Linked DNA regions of Mus musculus: region 1 is linked to region 2. A link is a contact called in public Hi-C data. All regions are on one chromosome and are shown on one strand. Each heading gives the region's core, a stretch centred on a gene start, on an enhancer-like site or on the middle of the called end of the contact. The rest is flanking DNA. Distances are from core to core; before and after follow the strand shown. Region 1 overlaps Mad1l1 (MAD1 mitotic arrest deficient 1-like 1). Region 2 overlaps Mad1l1 (MAD1 mitotic arrest deficient 1-like 1).

What was found. A called contact is a pair of places that touch in the nucleus more often than the background predicts.
Region 1: a Hi-C map of uterus shows a contact between it and region 2, with 2.0 times the contacts expected there. The contact joins two enhancer-like sites. A contact is called at or near these places in 4 of 39 promoter capture datasets (cranial neural crest, hippocampal neurons, second pharyngeal arch cranial neural crest and 1 more), 1 of 484 Hi-C or Micro-C datasets (uterus) and 1 of 115 datasets of contacts at active chromatin or transcription factors (SST interneurons).

What each region holds. Positions count from the first base shown.
Region 1 is chr5:140,255,058-140,262,432 of GRCm38.p6, reverse strand. Mad1l1 (MAD1 mitotic arrest deficient 1-like 1) reads left to right here. Exons shown (of 18, transcript NM_010752.3): 10 at 849-935. Among named protein-coding and RNA genes, the nearest start is that of Gm16120, 51 kb to the right of the region's middle. Within about 2 kb of position 4,917, at least 36 of the 459 cell types and tissues checked have an H3K27ac peak or open chromatin away from gene starts, as enhancers often do. A contact at or near this core is called in uterus, where this site is marked.
Region 2 is chr5:140,104,938-140,112,398 of GRCm38.p6, reverse strand. Mad1l1 (MAD1 mitotic arrest deficient 1-like 1) reads left to right here. Exons shown (of 18, transcript NM_010752.3): 15 at 6,794-6,884. Among named protein-coding and RNA genes, the nearest start is that of Gm30492, 13 kb to the right of the region's middle. Within about 2 kb of position 4,273, at least 47 of the 459 cell types and tissues checked have an H3K27ac peak or open chromatin away from gene starts, as enhancers often do. A contact at or near this core is called in uterus, where this site is marked.

The DNA of each region.
Region 1 (7,375 bases), core at 3,668-6,167, 150 kb before region 2:
TGCATAGCAACCCACTGCTGCTCTTTCCTTTTGCTGCCTGATCTGCAGAAGCAGCTAGCCGGGTGAGGTCATCTGAGCCCTGCCTTTGTGCCAGGCCGTGGCTAGTGCTCTGTGCATCTTATTTCCTAGGCACACTGGTACTGTTATATAGTCTTCCTATTTTTAGAGCGAGAATAAAGTTAAAGCTCTTGTGTGCATGCCTGGGTACATACACATTTAGATGCCAGAGGTCAAGCTTGGGTGTTGTTCCTTGATGCCATCCAACATGTGTTTTAGGTAAGAGTCTCTCGTTGGTCAGAGACTCACCAAGTAAGTAAGGCTGGCCAGGAAGCCCTAGGTATACACCTGTGTCCATCTCAGCACGGAGCAGGTGCCATCACATCTGGCTTTGTATGCTCTTAATATGTTTAATTCCATTTTGTTTAATTAGTTGTATGTGTGCATGTGTGTGTGCATGTGAGGCTCAGAGGACAACTCTGGAATTGGTTCTGTCCTTTCATGTGGAGCCTAGGGATTGAACTCTGGTTCTCAGTCTTGGTGCCAAGTGTCTTTTTACCCACTGAGTTCTAAACATGACTTCTGGGAACTGAATTTGGGTCTTCAACTGAGTAACCTCCATTTAGGAGTCAGTAAGGCTTATTTTGAAAGTAGTCTATCCACCCTCCACTGAGGTGCTTGGACCTGCGTGCTGTGAGTACTTGCTACTCTGTACTTGGGCTGCAGAGTGAACTTCCACAGACCTCTGAATTGACAGTGGATGGTGTGGCTTTTGGTTTTCTGTTTTGTGTGCACAATGTGGCCCATTTCTGGGGAGAGAAGGAACTAAGTGTGTCTTCTTTACCCATCAGGACTCCAGAGGACCTTTCTAGGTTCGTGGTTGAGCTACAGCAGCGAGAGCTCACCCTGAAGGAGAAGAATAACAGCATCACCAGCAGGTAGGTGGCCTGGGGGCATCTGACAGTGTGATGGCTCCGGGCAGTTTGAGTACTGCCTGCATGCCTTCCTCTTTGTTTACTAGTCTGTTTTCCATTACTGTTTCATAGTACCTGGGGCTGGATACTTTTCAAGAACTTTTTTCTAGGGTATAATGGTGGCATTATTCGGGTGTAGCTCTGCTAAAGACAGCTGGTGATAGGTTTTTGGGTAGTGCAGGCTTGCTTGATATAGGAGAAGGCTAGAGGGGAAGGGTTGGGTTTTTGTCTTAACCGCTCTTTTGAGCACTAGCCAAGGGTTTCTGAGAGCTGCCTCAGTCCCTTTGAAGGTCAGTGCACTTGGTGACCTGAAGGCCTCTCACACTACCCACATCTATATATGAGTGCTCCTGGCAGACTCATTTATTAACTGCGTGCACTCAAGCCACAGTGTCAGGCGTGGCTGTGCCTCACTGCTCCATGGTCTGAGATGTGGGAGTAGTTGTTACCTCACATGCCACATCCAGTGAGATTCTAGAGCCACTCTGCAAATTCTAATTTAAGTGCTGTTCACCACTGGGTCCCCTTCTAGATCTGGAGCCTTGCAACTTCCAGGCAGTGTGTGGATCTGGATGGCCTCTGGATGCATGCATGTGTGATGTGTGCAGCTTTGTGTGCTCACAGATGTGAACATTCTACCAGCCTGTGCTCTTGATCACAAGTGATAACATCTCACCCTGAGATGAGCAGTAGGTGTATTTGTTCCGCAGTCCAGTAGGAAGTCCAGGGGCAGCTTAGACCCTGCCGGGCCTGCCGGGCCCTTGTCCTGGCAACACCACACACATCCTGTGTTTTTCTAGAACTGCTTTCTTTCCAAGCCCTAAACAGCAGTGTGCTTTCTGCTTCTGCTCTGACAGTAGGTTCTGTTCAGACAGTCACAAGTGTCAGGTCCCCAGGTCACCCACATTCCCATCCCACCACTCCTTCTCAGGCTCAGGGATTTTCAGAAATCAGGAGAGTGTCTCCCTTGAGACTCCTGGTTTCTTCTGAAGAATCCAGCCCAGGAGCAACCGGATGGTGGCATTTCAGGCAGGGACATAGCTTTCTTCAGTTAACACCCCACCACTACCACCTTGATGCATACATCAATCTCCATGTATTCAAATCCTATTGTGAAGGGTTTCACAGCCCAGCTCCCAAGTCAGTGGATGGGGTGGACTTTCTCCCCTCTGCTTTCCAGTCTTTTTGTGACTAGCTCCAACCTGAGCATTGTGGGACTTGTACTAGCTTATCTCATTAGCTTGTTGCGAATATTAGCAGACAGGCCTGTCACCCAGTAGAGCCCAAGAGGTCTTAGGGCTCTGCTGGGAACCAGAGACTGAAACCAAACATGTTTGGTCTTCTCTCACATTGGGCTGGGCTCTTGTCCATTTGCCCTGTGGCTGGGCACTTGGCCAATTTTATGATTTTTGAAGTGCCTTCCTAGGTCTAGTCTTATGTCCAGAGACAAAAAGGAAAAGTCTTCTTTGAGTGTTAATGGAATAAAGAAGGCTTTTCTGTGGCCACCATCCACCTGATCCCCTTCACTGACCAAAACTGGGCTGTGTGCCTGCCCAGACCCTGTACTGTCAGAAGATGGAGTTGCCATAGTGAACCCAAGGTCATCCCATGTGTGTGTGTGTGTGTGTGTGTGTGTGTTTATATGTGTATGCTCACGTGTGCGCGCACTACCTGAGGCAAGTGTGGGCTCCTGCAGAGCCAGAGGGAGGAAAGTGTACAGCCACCAGGGCAAGAGCGCCTAGTGCCCCAGTGGACTGACTTGCATGGACAGGACTAGGAGGAGCATGGAGCCAGCCTGTTGTTGTGGGTGATCCAACCGTAGTCTTGTCTTCTTAGGGAGACAGCATTTTCATCATTCATTACTAGCCAGAAGGAGGGGTTCTCATTGGAGTGCTGATGTCACTCTGAAAATTGGCTTCTAGAAGCATCTGGTTATGTTGGACATAATCACATCCATTTACTTGAGAAAGCTCACATGATAAAGATTGCCTTTTGCTTTCAAAGCCTCTGTCAGATGAAACGGGCATGAAAAGTGATTTGGAATTAAAGCTTGAACGTTTGCCGGGTGATCCTCTTCATTTTCCTCTGACTATGAAATGGAATGAACTATTCAAGTCAAGGAAACCTATCTGCATTTCCCTCGCACCCAGTAGTTAGCTGCTGTGACCAGGCATGCTAAGACCCATGTCTGCCCAAGAGCCACGAGAAACGGGCCACTGGCACACCTCCCAATGTACCTGGCTTGTGTTTGCCAGTTTGGGTTGAGTCAGCCTGTGGTTTGGTTTATGTAGGTTTGAGACTGGAGTCTTGGAGTAGCCTGTGTCAGGGGCAGGCAGTGCTGGGGAGTGGGGAGGTTGGGGTACACCTCTAACCTCAGGACATCCCATGGATGTACTTGTGTTTTGCTTTCTTCTGTAGAATGCTGAGGTCCCTAGTTAGCAGATCTCAGACAGGAGAGGCCTGGTCCACAGTACTGTCTCTGGTAATGTTTTTACAAGATGGTTGTGTTTGGGTTTCCTGTGTGCTGGCCTTCTGTGCCTGGGTTCATGTGGGACGTGTGACCTTTTGTTCTATGTGGCTTCTGTAGCCTGGACACAGACTTCTTGTGGAGTTGGCTAAGCACTGCCTGCCTTGTGAGTCTCTCAGAGCTAGGCTGTTGAGCTGAGGAGCAGAGAGGCAACAGCTGTGGTGCTGGGGCTGGGTTCACAGGGCTCCTCACTGGTGGACTGGGGGCAGAGGCTCTCTTAGTAAGGTGGGAACCGGTGGTTATCGTGAAGTCTACGCAGCTCGAGCCTTGAAACTGAGATGGCCTAGGTTAAGGTAGTTGTTATTTTGCTAGTGAGGAGAGTCACTCAGGAGATGAGCTGAGACGCTATGTTTCCAGCCTATTGTATGCTAGGTCATGGTTGTGCCTTTCCTTTTAATGCAGGTTCCAGATGGAACCAGGTGGCTAGGGTGGCACTGGCTTCAGTGGTTGGATGGATTATTGCAGCTTCAGCACTTCAGCCCTTGGGGCCTGAGCTTAAAAGGGCAAGTTTCCACCATTTTGTTCATGGGACCAGGAGACCCAGAAAGGCCAAGTGTTTTTCCTTGGCCTTTTAAAGACGGTTGGGCAGATTTGAATGAAGTGGGAAGGAGAGAGCATGGTACATCCTGAGCTGCAGAGGGCATCACAGGGTAGGCCAGGCTTTGCACAGAGGGAGCAAGGCAAGGCAAGGCACCTGTTTTTTGTTTTTTTCAGTGTGTGGTGTGTAGTTGGGGAGGAGCAGACCATCAGACCACCCCAAGTCATGGTGTCGCATGCTGAGGTTCTGGTCGTATTTCACAGCTATGCAGGCCAGTGGCCTGCACTCCCATCATGCTGTGTCCTTGTCCAATGTTCTAGCCCAGCTATTGATCATGTCTGAATCTTGCAAACAAATGTTTGCTGCTTCTGTGGCTTTAAAACATGTTCTTTATTACACCCCTAGACTGCCCACTGGCTGTTAGAAGAGAGATTTTGTGCCCCCTGCCCTCCTGCCCCCTTGTTTCTGCTGTGAAGGGCATGGCAGTACTTATGAGAACACTCACTCAAGTGTGTAGCACCTCTCCAACCTGTGCATGAGTCAACTGTGTCTTCTGCCACTGGCTGTGTTAGTAAGTCGGTGTCAGCGACCCATGCCTGGAGACCAGAGAGTTTCTGTAGAGCTGCCTCTGCGAAGCACTGAGGAACTGCTAGAGTTGGGCCTTTGCCTGTTGCTGTAGTTACCTCAGTAGGCCCTGGCATATGTGGGGCAGAACTGTGCCTCTGGGAAGGCTGCTAGGCAGGGCTCTGACCTGAGCCCTGTGTGGGTGAGGTGCCGGACTGTAATGTGCCTCATTGAAGGAGGCTGAGCCATAGACATCATCTGGGTCTAGGAAGGCCAGATGAAGTCACACCCTAGAGTTTCCAACCAGCCAGGAGCAGGGAAAGCACCTCCTACTATTGAGATGAGATCACCTTGATCCCTAGCTGGGCAGGCACCGCTCTGAACTCATTAGACTGAAACAGTCTTTTGTTTTTTTTGAGATATTGTCTTTTTATATTTTCTAGGCTGATCTGGAACTCTCTGGAGTTCCCTGTGTATCTTGTGCTGGCCTTGGACTGACTGACTGACTGACTCTCTCTCTCTCTCTCTGTGTGTGTGTGTGTGTGCGCGCGCGCGCGTGTGTTATCCCATTCAGCTGAATTTGTTCCTTTGTTTGTTTGTTTTCCTCTTTTCTCTGAGTGTTTAGGTGAAAGCTCAGAGGTGGGACTGGCATTTCCATCTGATAGGAGACTGGTGTTTTTGAGTAGCAGGAGATGGGATGGGAGATGGTAGTCAGGAGAGTGTCACAGGGATATATGGATGGAGGAGGGATGGGTGGACGGGTGATGTGTCCTGTTTAGTAGGTGAGGAGGACCAGGGAGCCGTTGCCCAGGTGAATGTGGCCTGTTGAAGTGGAGAGTATGCTCTGCAGGGCTGTGTTGGAGACTGTGCCCAGGCATTGGGTAGCTCTGGTTGGTGAGGACAGGAGGGGGGAGGTTCCTTTGCAGCATGTGTGCAGCGGGGGTTGGGCAGATTCCTGCTTGGTGGGTGGCTTGCTAGTGGGCACCAGTATAGGGAATCCTCCAAGAAGGTGTTGGTCTGTACATTCCCACGGTCGGCTGCCGTGAGCCATCAGGCTGCGCCTGCGCTCCTCCTCACCCATCCCGCACAGCTCACAGGTACCATCGATCATGGATATGGATGGGGCTGTCAGGGCCTGCCTTGCATCCTCGGTACCTTCGGACAGGATCTGATTACAGTGTCAGGAACCTTGCCCTCTTCGGTGTGCCAGCCTTGCTTTTTGTTCTGTAGGGCTGATAATGCCTCTCTTGGTTTTGTGGCTAAGGAGCTGGCAGGTTGCCTGGGGTGTATGTGTAGATCTTAGGTGTGTCCTCTGTTCAGTATCTATTGCATTGGGCTGACCAGCACTGCCCAAAAGACCCCTCTGCTCTTGATGGGGCTCTTTAGGGTCAGGAGTTCAAGGGCCCAGGTAGGTCCCCACTATGTTACTAACTTACCAGCTTTCTGTAGGTTGTGCTGAAGTGCTGTGATTGAGTGTCAGGCAGGCCTGGGAACTCCATTCCCTCATTCATTTGCAGAAGGTGAGTTTGAACCCTGGTGGATCTGCAGGGAGTCAGTAGAAACAGACCTTGAGCCTAGTCTGTCAGTCTCCCAAGCATCCATGCTACGGCTGAGTTTGGAGCCCAGGTCTCCAAGGAGGTCCTAACACAACTGCTCTCCAGGGCTACTTCAAGTCGTAGGCTGGCACCCTCTGAAATGTTTATGTAAGGCAGGGCCACTGAAGACAAACTGTGTAGTGATGTGGAACGTGGGTGCAGATGTTTCCTCTTCCACCCTTTCCTGTCCACTCCCTCCATCCAGGTCAGGACACAGGGAGGCATTCACTCTTTTTCTAGCCAGCTTTCATGAACCATGTGCTCAGCCCCAGGGCTCCATTCACCATGGCCTCACCTTATGCCTGTAGTCCAGAAGGTCTTCTGCTGCTGGGCAGAGCAGTCATGCCTGCAGTCATGGGGCAGGATTCGGGGGTCAGGGGCAGACATGTTGAGTCTGTACGTACCTGTGGTCCGGGTCTTTGCTGAACCAGTCTGGGCCTCTTTGTTGAAAGCCACTTTCCTCATGGGTGAACAGGCACGTAGCACAATGATGATGCCACAACACCATACCTACTTACCTAGCAGAGGGTCCTTAAGGAGAAACAGTACATGGAGGGTATAACCCATCTGGGTCACAAAGGCTGTGCCCTGACTTTCTCCATTGCCTCCCAAGGGCGGTTAAGCTCAGAGTCTGAGTCATAATTCTTGCCTGTTTGTCTAGAGCAGTTAGGCCCCCCTCTCACAGCATCTTGTAGTATAATGAGGCCTTGTCACCTGTGTGAGCCTGTGTCCACATGAGTTATAGTGCTCTCGAGCTGTCTAGAAGCCAACAAAGCCAGTGACAGGTGCTCAGGATTAATGGTGCGGGGACATGTTTTGTGTCTCCAAGGGGGTGTCATGCTGTATCCTGGAGCTGTGATGGGGAAGCCATTATTGCCGGCTCCAAACTCAGGCTGCCTGTGTTTGAATCTCAGCTCCACTACTGAGGAGCACTCGGTCCTTGGACAGTTTAATTAGCCTGTCCACAGTGAAGACACCTTTTCAGGTGGGGTGTGTACAGGAGGGTAAAGTATATTAAAGGATGTAGCCATAAAGGATACAGGCTAGTGTCTGGAACGGTAAACAAGGGGCTGGCCAGCATCATAGTCCTCTTTAATGCCATCCTTTGTGTATGAGGAACCACAGTGAGCAGCTGCTAAGATATGATGGTCCTGGTATTGGGGTGTTCACAGTGGGCACC
Region 2 (7,461 bases), core at 3,024-5,523:
TCTCATCCCATGCTGCTGCCTGTACTAAGCGGCAAAACTCTGGGATGCAGGAAGGTGGTGGATGCACACCACTCCCTGTACTGGGTAGAATGAGCAGACATGCACCCGGTCATCACCATCCATCAGAGTCCAGTATCACACACACATACACGCACAGAAGCTCACACATTTAAGGTGCATAGAGAATATTCATCTGACCACACCAAACTCAAACTAGATGTCAGTAACAGAATGCAAGAGGAAAAGCTGTACCCACGGGGAAATTGATAGCATGGTTCTGAACTGCCTGCGGATCACACAGGATGTGTGGCAGAGAAGAGGAACAAGTGAACGCTAATGAAAACACGCTCATCATATCAGATCCGTGGAGAGAAGAGAACCTGCGGCGCCCAGCGTTCCAGCTGACAGAGCAGAAGCCATGGCCCTGCCACCAGGAGGACATGGCAAGCAAAGGAGCCCAGGATGAGAAGCAAGGAGGAGGTAATGAACTTGAAAAAAGAAACACAATTGAGAAAAATGCAGAAGCAAAAGGCTGTTTTTCTGGGGGGAAAATCTATAAAATTGACAAACTGCCAACAAAAGTGAAACATACTCAGAGAAGCAAACGAGCCGTCTCAGGTATGACACAGGGACACTGCTGCAAAGAGCCTGTGGCCTCTGAAGGATGGCATGTACAGGAACACTAGCTTGTCACTAGCAGGTCTAGTCAGCCCTCCAAACCAAAATTAGCCCCAGCATGGTGCCCCACCTATAATCCCAGCCTGGGGAAGTGGAGGCAGATGGGTCAGAGTTCAGTCATTTTGGGCTACATGATGAGTTTAAGGCCAGCCTGAGCTACGTGAGACTGTTCTCAAAGGTATAGACAAAACAAACACCCGAACCAAGATGTACAGTGAGGTTGATGAATACTTTAAAATTGAATCACAATTAAGAGGCTCCAAAGGAAGAAGGTTCCAGGCCCATTGGGTTGGTTCCCATGGAGACCCTGCTCACAGCCGAAGCCTAATGGGTACCAACCTGACTCACCCGTCTTCCACAAGACAGAAGAGATCTACAAAGTACAGCCAAAGGGAGCCTGGCACTCATGGGATGGGACTGTGTCATGGCAGCCAGTGACACATGCATGACCTACCCTGCAGAGACAAATCTGCTGGAACAGACACTGTCACTGAAGCTGTTGCCATTGATTCAGAGAGCTGAGTGAACTGGAAGAAGCTCTGACTTGCGTTTCCTTAAGTGTACAAAGTTCCTGCAAGACCTTCTACTCAGCCCCAGCTCAACCTCCCCTACCCTGCTCCTGGAACCCCTGTGGGGGCTCTGTGCTGCCAGAGCCCTTGTAGGGTCAGTAGCAGGCAGGCATCAGCTGTGGAAGGCCACTCCCTCCCCCACTCCATCCATCAGCTTCCAACTTCTAAGGGAGTTTTTGATGCTGTCCCTTTTATTTTCTGTGGTCAGGCTTCAGAGAAATGAGACTGCCTTTATTCTCAACTGCAGTGGCGTTCTGAGAGATTGCTCCTAAGTGCCGTGTTCACATGGCCATCTTTATCAGTCCCTATGCTTGCTTGTATGTGGGTGGGGTTTGTTACTGTTGCTGTTTCTTTTCTAAGGTAAAGTTTGCTATATAGCTCAGGCTAGCCTTGACCCTTTATTCTCTTACCTCGGCCTCCTATATGCTGGGATTAAAGGCATGCAGCGTGTTCTACCATGCCCAGCTCATTTGTTGTTGTTGTTGTTGTTGTTGTTGTTTTGTAAGTGAAACACACATACAAGTCAAAAAAAGAAACCAATGGAAAACAAAGAGAAGCCTGTTATTTATACTGTCAGCAAACAGTCTTCACGTTGAATGTGTGCGCACTTCCCCATGTCCCTGGCTTTCTGCAATCATCTGTTGGTTTTGTATCACTGGACATAGCACCCAGCGCCTGCTTCCACCCCCATGAGTGTGCTCCTGCATGTACAAGGGAACCTGTGTGTGAGGGCCTGGGGGCACATGGGCAGGTCTGTGTCACAGGCAGCGGGACATAAATCTCATTTAACATTCCTCAGAAACTACTTCTTATCTTGGTGTTTTGAGTCCTGGCCTGCAACTTACCAAGCAGATTAGGTGGGCAGAGAACCCGAGGTTCCTCCTGTTTCCACCCAGCCTGTGTAAACACGGCCTCTGGGGATCTGACTCAGGCTCTCCTGACTGTGAGGCCAGCTCTGTACCTTTGTGTGCTGTGCAGGCTCCTTTGGGTGGCTGTGAACAGGTAGTGGATGTGGTCATTTAACTAAATGGCTTGCTCAGCTCTGGTCCAGCATGCCCACTTGGGTGGACTCTGTGCCTGTGATCTCTTAGCACTGACATCTCCCACTCAGCATAGCACCTGTGGGGGCATCTCTTTAAAGGAATGTCTCCCCCCATGGCTGAGTCCTGAGGCAGGAGGTGCATCTTCCCAGTTGGCTTTTCTTTTTCTGTCTGCTTTGCCCCAGGTAGCCTCAGCTCTAAGCTCACCTGTCCCTGAACACAAACATCAATAAGATGGCTTTTTCTTATTTTTTAATTATATGTAAATTTGTGTGTGTGTGTGTGTGTGTGTGTGTGTGTGTGTGTGTGTGTGTGTGTTTGCATGTGCATGTGAATGCAGGTACCTGTGAAGCCCAGAAGTGGGCACCAGAGCCCCTGGAGCTAGACTTGTGGACAGTTGTTAGCCAGCCCCAGTGGATGGTGATTCTTCTGGAAGAGCAGCAGTGTTTGTAACTGCTGAGCCATTGATCTCCACGCCAGGTATCCACGTGCACATGGGCTTTCTTTTCTTTTTCTTCCCTTTAAAAAATGTCTTTATTTATTTCACTTTATTTTATTTTGGCAATGCTCTGCATGTCTTGGGGGATCATCTCCCTCTGCCTTGTGTAAATTTGTCCCCAAATGTTTTCTTCTCTCTGATGCTGTAGCAGATGAAGTGCACAGCAGAGCTCACACGTGGTGGTTTGTATGGTGCTGTTTTGGTGGGTTTGTGCATCAGCAGGGCATCTTGTGATGAGGAGTGGTTTGCTGCTGTTATTTCATTGTCTTGTCTAATTGCTTTGGCAGTTTAGTCAGATGAACGCAGTCAGAGCAGGCATTGTCTCAGAGTTTTAAAAAATTACTTAATTAGATTGATGTGTGTGTGTGTGTGTGTGTGTGTGCGTGCACACGCGTGTTTCTGTAGACCCCCTGGAGTAAGTGCGGAGGCCAGAAGATGGCACTCAGGAGTGCGTTCTCTCCTTTCATCCTGAGCTGGATCTCAGGTTGTCAGGCTTGGTGGCTGCACCTTAATCTTGAGGAAATCTTGCAGCTGTCTTCCCTGCTTTTGTTTTTTGTTTATGTGCATTGGTGTTTCATGTGTGTGTGTGAGGGAGGGGGTCAGATACTCTGAAACTGGATACAGACAATTGTGAGCTGCCAGGTGAGTGCTAGGAATTGGACCCAGGTCCCCCTGAAGAACAACTGATGCTCTTAACCACTGAGCCATCTCCCTAGCCTTTTTTTTTTTTTTTAAAAAGGTTGTTTGTTTTTTTTACATCTTTGTTTTTGTTTGTTTTTGTTATTGTTTGTTTTTGTTTCAGAAATGACATGTCCTGTTGAGGTTGCTGCCCTCTGTGTTCAAGGTGACAGGTTTGGTGAAGGGATTTTCCTGTGTCAACTGAGAGCGGAGTAGAGGAGAGCTTCTTGTCCTTGCTCCCTAGAGGGTCACACAGCACAGTGTTAGGTGTTGAGATGCCTTGGATCCCTGCTGTTTTCAAACCCTTTGCCATAGCATGGAAAGCTTTCAGGGAACGGCTGGCATGTGGCTAAGTGAGTCCACACCTGTCCCCCATGTTTATGTGGTTAGGCTTGTCCCCCAAGTTTACTGGTCTCAGTTCTAGTTACTTCTTTTAAAAAATAATTTTAGTTTTTGTTTCATATATTCATTTCATTTTAATTTTAGGTTTGCAGTCTTGCAGTTTGAACCCATGTCCTCACATGTGTTAAACATGCACGCTACAGAGCTACCTTCCCAGCCTTTTTCTGTGGCTACCTTTTACATTTTGGAACAGGATCCCACAAACTGCTCCTTGAACCCATGAGTGGCCCAGGAAAACCCTTAATTCTTGATCCTTCTGCCTCAGTCTCCACACAGCTAGGTTGGTGGGCCTATACCCCAGGCCCAGATTGGCCTTAGTTTTCTGGAAGTGTCTTTGCCTCTATTCAGTGTCCGTCAGCTGCTGGTTTCAGAGAGAGAGCTTCCTCATTCCTTTCTCTGCCAAGTTGGGCAAGACCATATGATTCTTTGAGTGTTTGCTTGTGCTCTCTGGCCTGGCCTTCTTCCTTGTTTGGGAGACTCTGACTTCCCTTTTGACCCTCACAGTGATCTCAGGTTTATCCGCTTCTCTGGGGGTCACCTTGGAAGGTCATCAGTAGGAGTCTGCCTGTGCCATCTTGGCTACTCAGATGTGTGCCCAGTTGTCCCTAGCATCCTTTTGTGACCTTTGTCCTGTGGTGCCCTCTCACAGCTTCCAGGTTCGTGGTGAGCTCTTCTCTCTGGTTGGTTTTGCTTGGGAGTTTCCTGTGTAATCGTTCACACAACCCAATCCTCATTGTCTCCAGCCTGCTGTCAGCTGTCAGCTCGAGCTGCTCTCCTTCCCTGCTTTCCTTTTGGACTCATGTGACATCTTTGATGTGACATCTTCCTTGTGTTTGGAGCCCTCTGTTTCCTCTTAGTGTTTGTCTCTGGTGTCTCCTAATCTCCCCAGTGAATTCTTTTTTATCCCAGGATAATTGTAGTTTCTTACTTTTTTGTTTTATAGGTGTGTGGTTGAGTATGTATATGTGTGAGCCAGTTCAGCTTCAGGCATCAGTCCTCATAGAGTCTAACATCTGCCATTTGAGCCAGAATCTCTCAATGGCCAGGAGCTCACCAATTGGTTCTCAACCTTCTTAATACTGTGACACTTTAGTACAGCTTGTGTTATGGTGATTCCCAACCATAAAATTATTTTCATTGCTACTTCATAACTGTAATTTTGCTACCATTACAATTCCTAATGTAAATATCTGTGTTTTCCATTGGTCTTACGTGACCCCTGTGAAAGGGTTTTTTGACACATATCCCACAGGTTGAGAACCACTGCTCTAGTCTCAGTCTCTCCCGCACTGGGATCACAAGTGCGCATCAGCATCCCCAGCTTTTCATGGCAGTGCTGGAACAATAATGTAGCTGAATTTTGCTACTTAGTAGGTTTTCTTCTACCATTTCCCATCCCCTTTTTTCCCTACCATTTCAACACCCTAACACTAGATAAGAGACAGAGAAAGAGACAAAGAGAGACAGAGACTCACAGAGAGAAGAGAAAGGCACACAGAGAGAAAGAGAGACAGAAAGAGAGACAGAGGGGGGTTGAAAGGTGGGTGGTGTTTTCATTAGACTACTAACCGCTGGTTAGGGGCACTGAGTTCCTTGGGGCAACTTTGATCTTCTCCATCAGGATGTCTAATTTCTTCTTGTAGTTGTTTCTTCTTTGCATATGACTGCTTAACAGACCATAACTAACAACCAGCCAACAACCCACATCACACCTCTCAGGACCTAGCATTTATATACCCTCTAAGGAGTCCCAGGAATTCCAAATGTCACACAGTCACAGAATCTATCTGCAGCTGGCAAAATCATGCCCCTGCCAGAGCACAAGGCAGATCATAGTCTGCTAACGTGGACGATCTGAAGCAGCTCTATATCCCCACACCTGGGATTAAAATGAAAACATATTCTTATAGTATTTCTGTGGTTTTTTAAAAGAAACTAAAATTCCACAGTTCATGGAATAGAACTCAAGTTCTCAGGCCTTCAAAGCAATCACCCACAAAGCCATCTCCCTAACCCCTGTTGAATTACTGTCTTTACAGTTCCTCTGCCATTGATCTCCAACTTCATTTATGGCAGGCATTCTACTAAATGAATATACTAAGACTTGTTTTGTGGCCATGCATTAGGTCTGTTCTGGAGTGTTCTGTGTCCTACTTCAAGCCAGCCAGAACTACACAGTAAGATCCTAGCTCATAAAACTGCCCTTGAATTCCCCGCCCCCTCTTCCTCCATTTCAGCTGGCTCACAGGTGCATACCCATCACGCTCAGCCTTTCCTTAAAGGGGAAGCCTGGCTTGTTGACTTGAGATGAGAGCATTGGATACATTCTGTCTCTAAGCCTGGCTTTCCTGGATACGCTATGTCCAGTTCAATGTGTTTGCTAATTTCCTTTACTTTCTTTGAGCAGTGTATTTAGTGTGTGTTGTTACATTTCCAAGTGGCCAAAGCTTTGCTCTTGGCTTGTTCTGGTTTCTCCTTTAGTCCTGAAGTGCTCTCTGGACACTTCCTTTCCTTTTAGCCCCTTGTAGCTGTCTGGCTACTTTGTTATGGACTCTTAAACTACACAGATTTTAGGAACTGCTCCATTTTATGGTCAGTGGTCAGCACAACATGAGGAACTGTATTAAAGGGTTGCAGCACAACAAATTAGGAAGGTTTGAGAACCACAGTTCTAAAGACTCCTGAGTTGCTTTTCCATTTGCAGTTTCTCCTCTAGCCTGTGGTCACTCTCCAGGGTGAACCAGGGGGCCTGAGACAGATTCCTTACCTGATTCTAGCCAAGCTTCAGGGTCAGCCAAGAACCCCTGGCTTGAGTCCTTCCTTAGACCTAAGTAAGTGCTGTCCACTGCTGTCCTCCCACTAGGGCCATGACCTTCCATCTGTGCTGGACTGCAGTGGCACCTGGTTATGTCATGGTCTCCTTGCAGGTTGAAGGTGGAGGAGCTGGAGGGTGAGCGGAGCCGTCTGGAACAGGAAAAGCAGGTGCTGGAGATGCAGATGGAGAAACTAACCCTACAGGTAGGTTTGGTGGCCAGAGAGAGGTTCCCTGTAGACAGTACTCCTTCCAGCCCCTGTGAATGAACCTGGGCTTCCTCCTATGCATCCCCCCCTTACCTGGCTGAGAGCTACTGCTGGGTTCTGCAGGACCACAGGTCTGGGCCACTCTGGCTCGCTGTGCAGGGACCGCTTCATACCCTTGGTTCTTGTGCTTCTCAGCACTGACCTCGGCCTCTCTTCTCTCTGGTGCTGTACCCTGTCACTCCCATTTCCCTGTGGTCATGACCTTCTCTGCTGTCTGCATTAGACTGTTTCTCTTCTTTTTAGTTTTCCTCCTCCTGATCACACTGCTCATGGCAAGAAGCCCACAGGTTAGAGATTGCCTGGCTTCTAGACAGGCCATTGATTTTTACCTTGGCACCTATTAGAGGCAATCAAATTGTGTCCCCATTACCAATCTTGGTGATGGGAGAGGTGACAACTTTGATGAAGTGAGGTGTTCTGAACCTTGGCTGTACTCATGCCGAGCCCTAGGACCTGTCATCCTGTTCTGTTCTAATTGGGCCACTGTCCTGGGCTGAGGGCTGCAGGAGGGTGA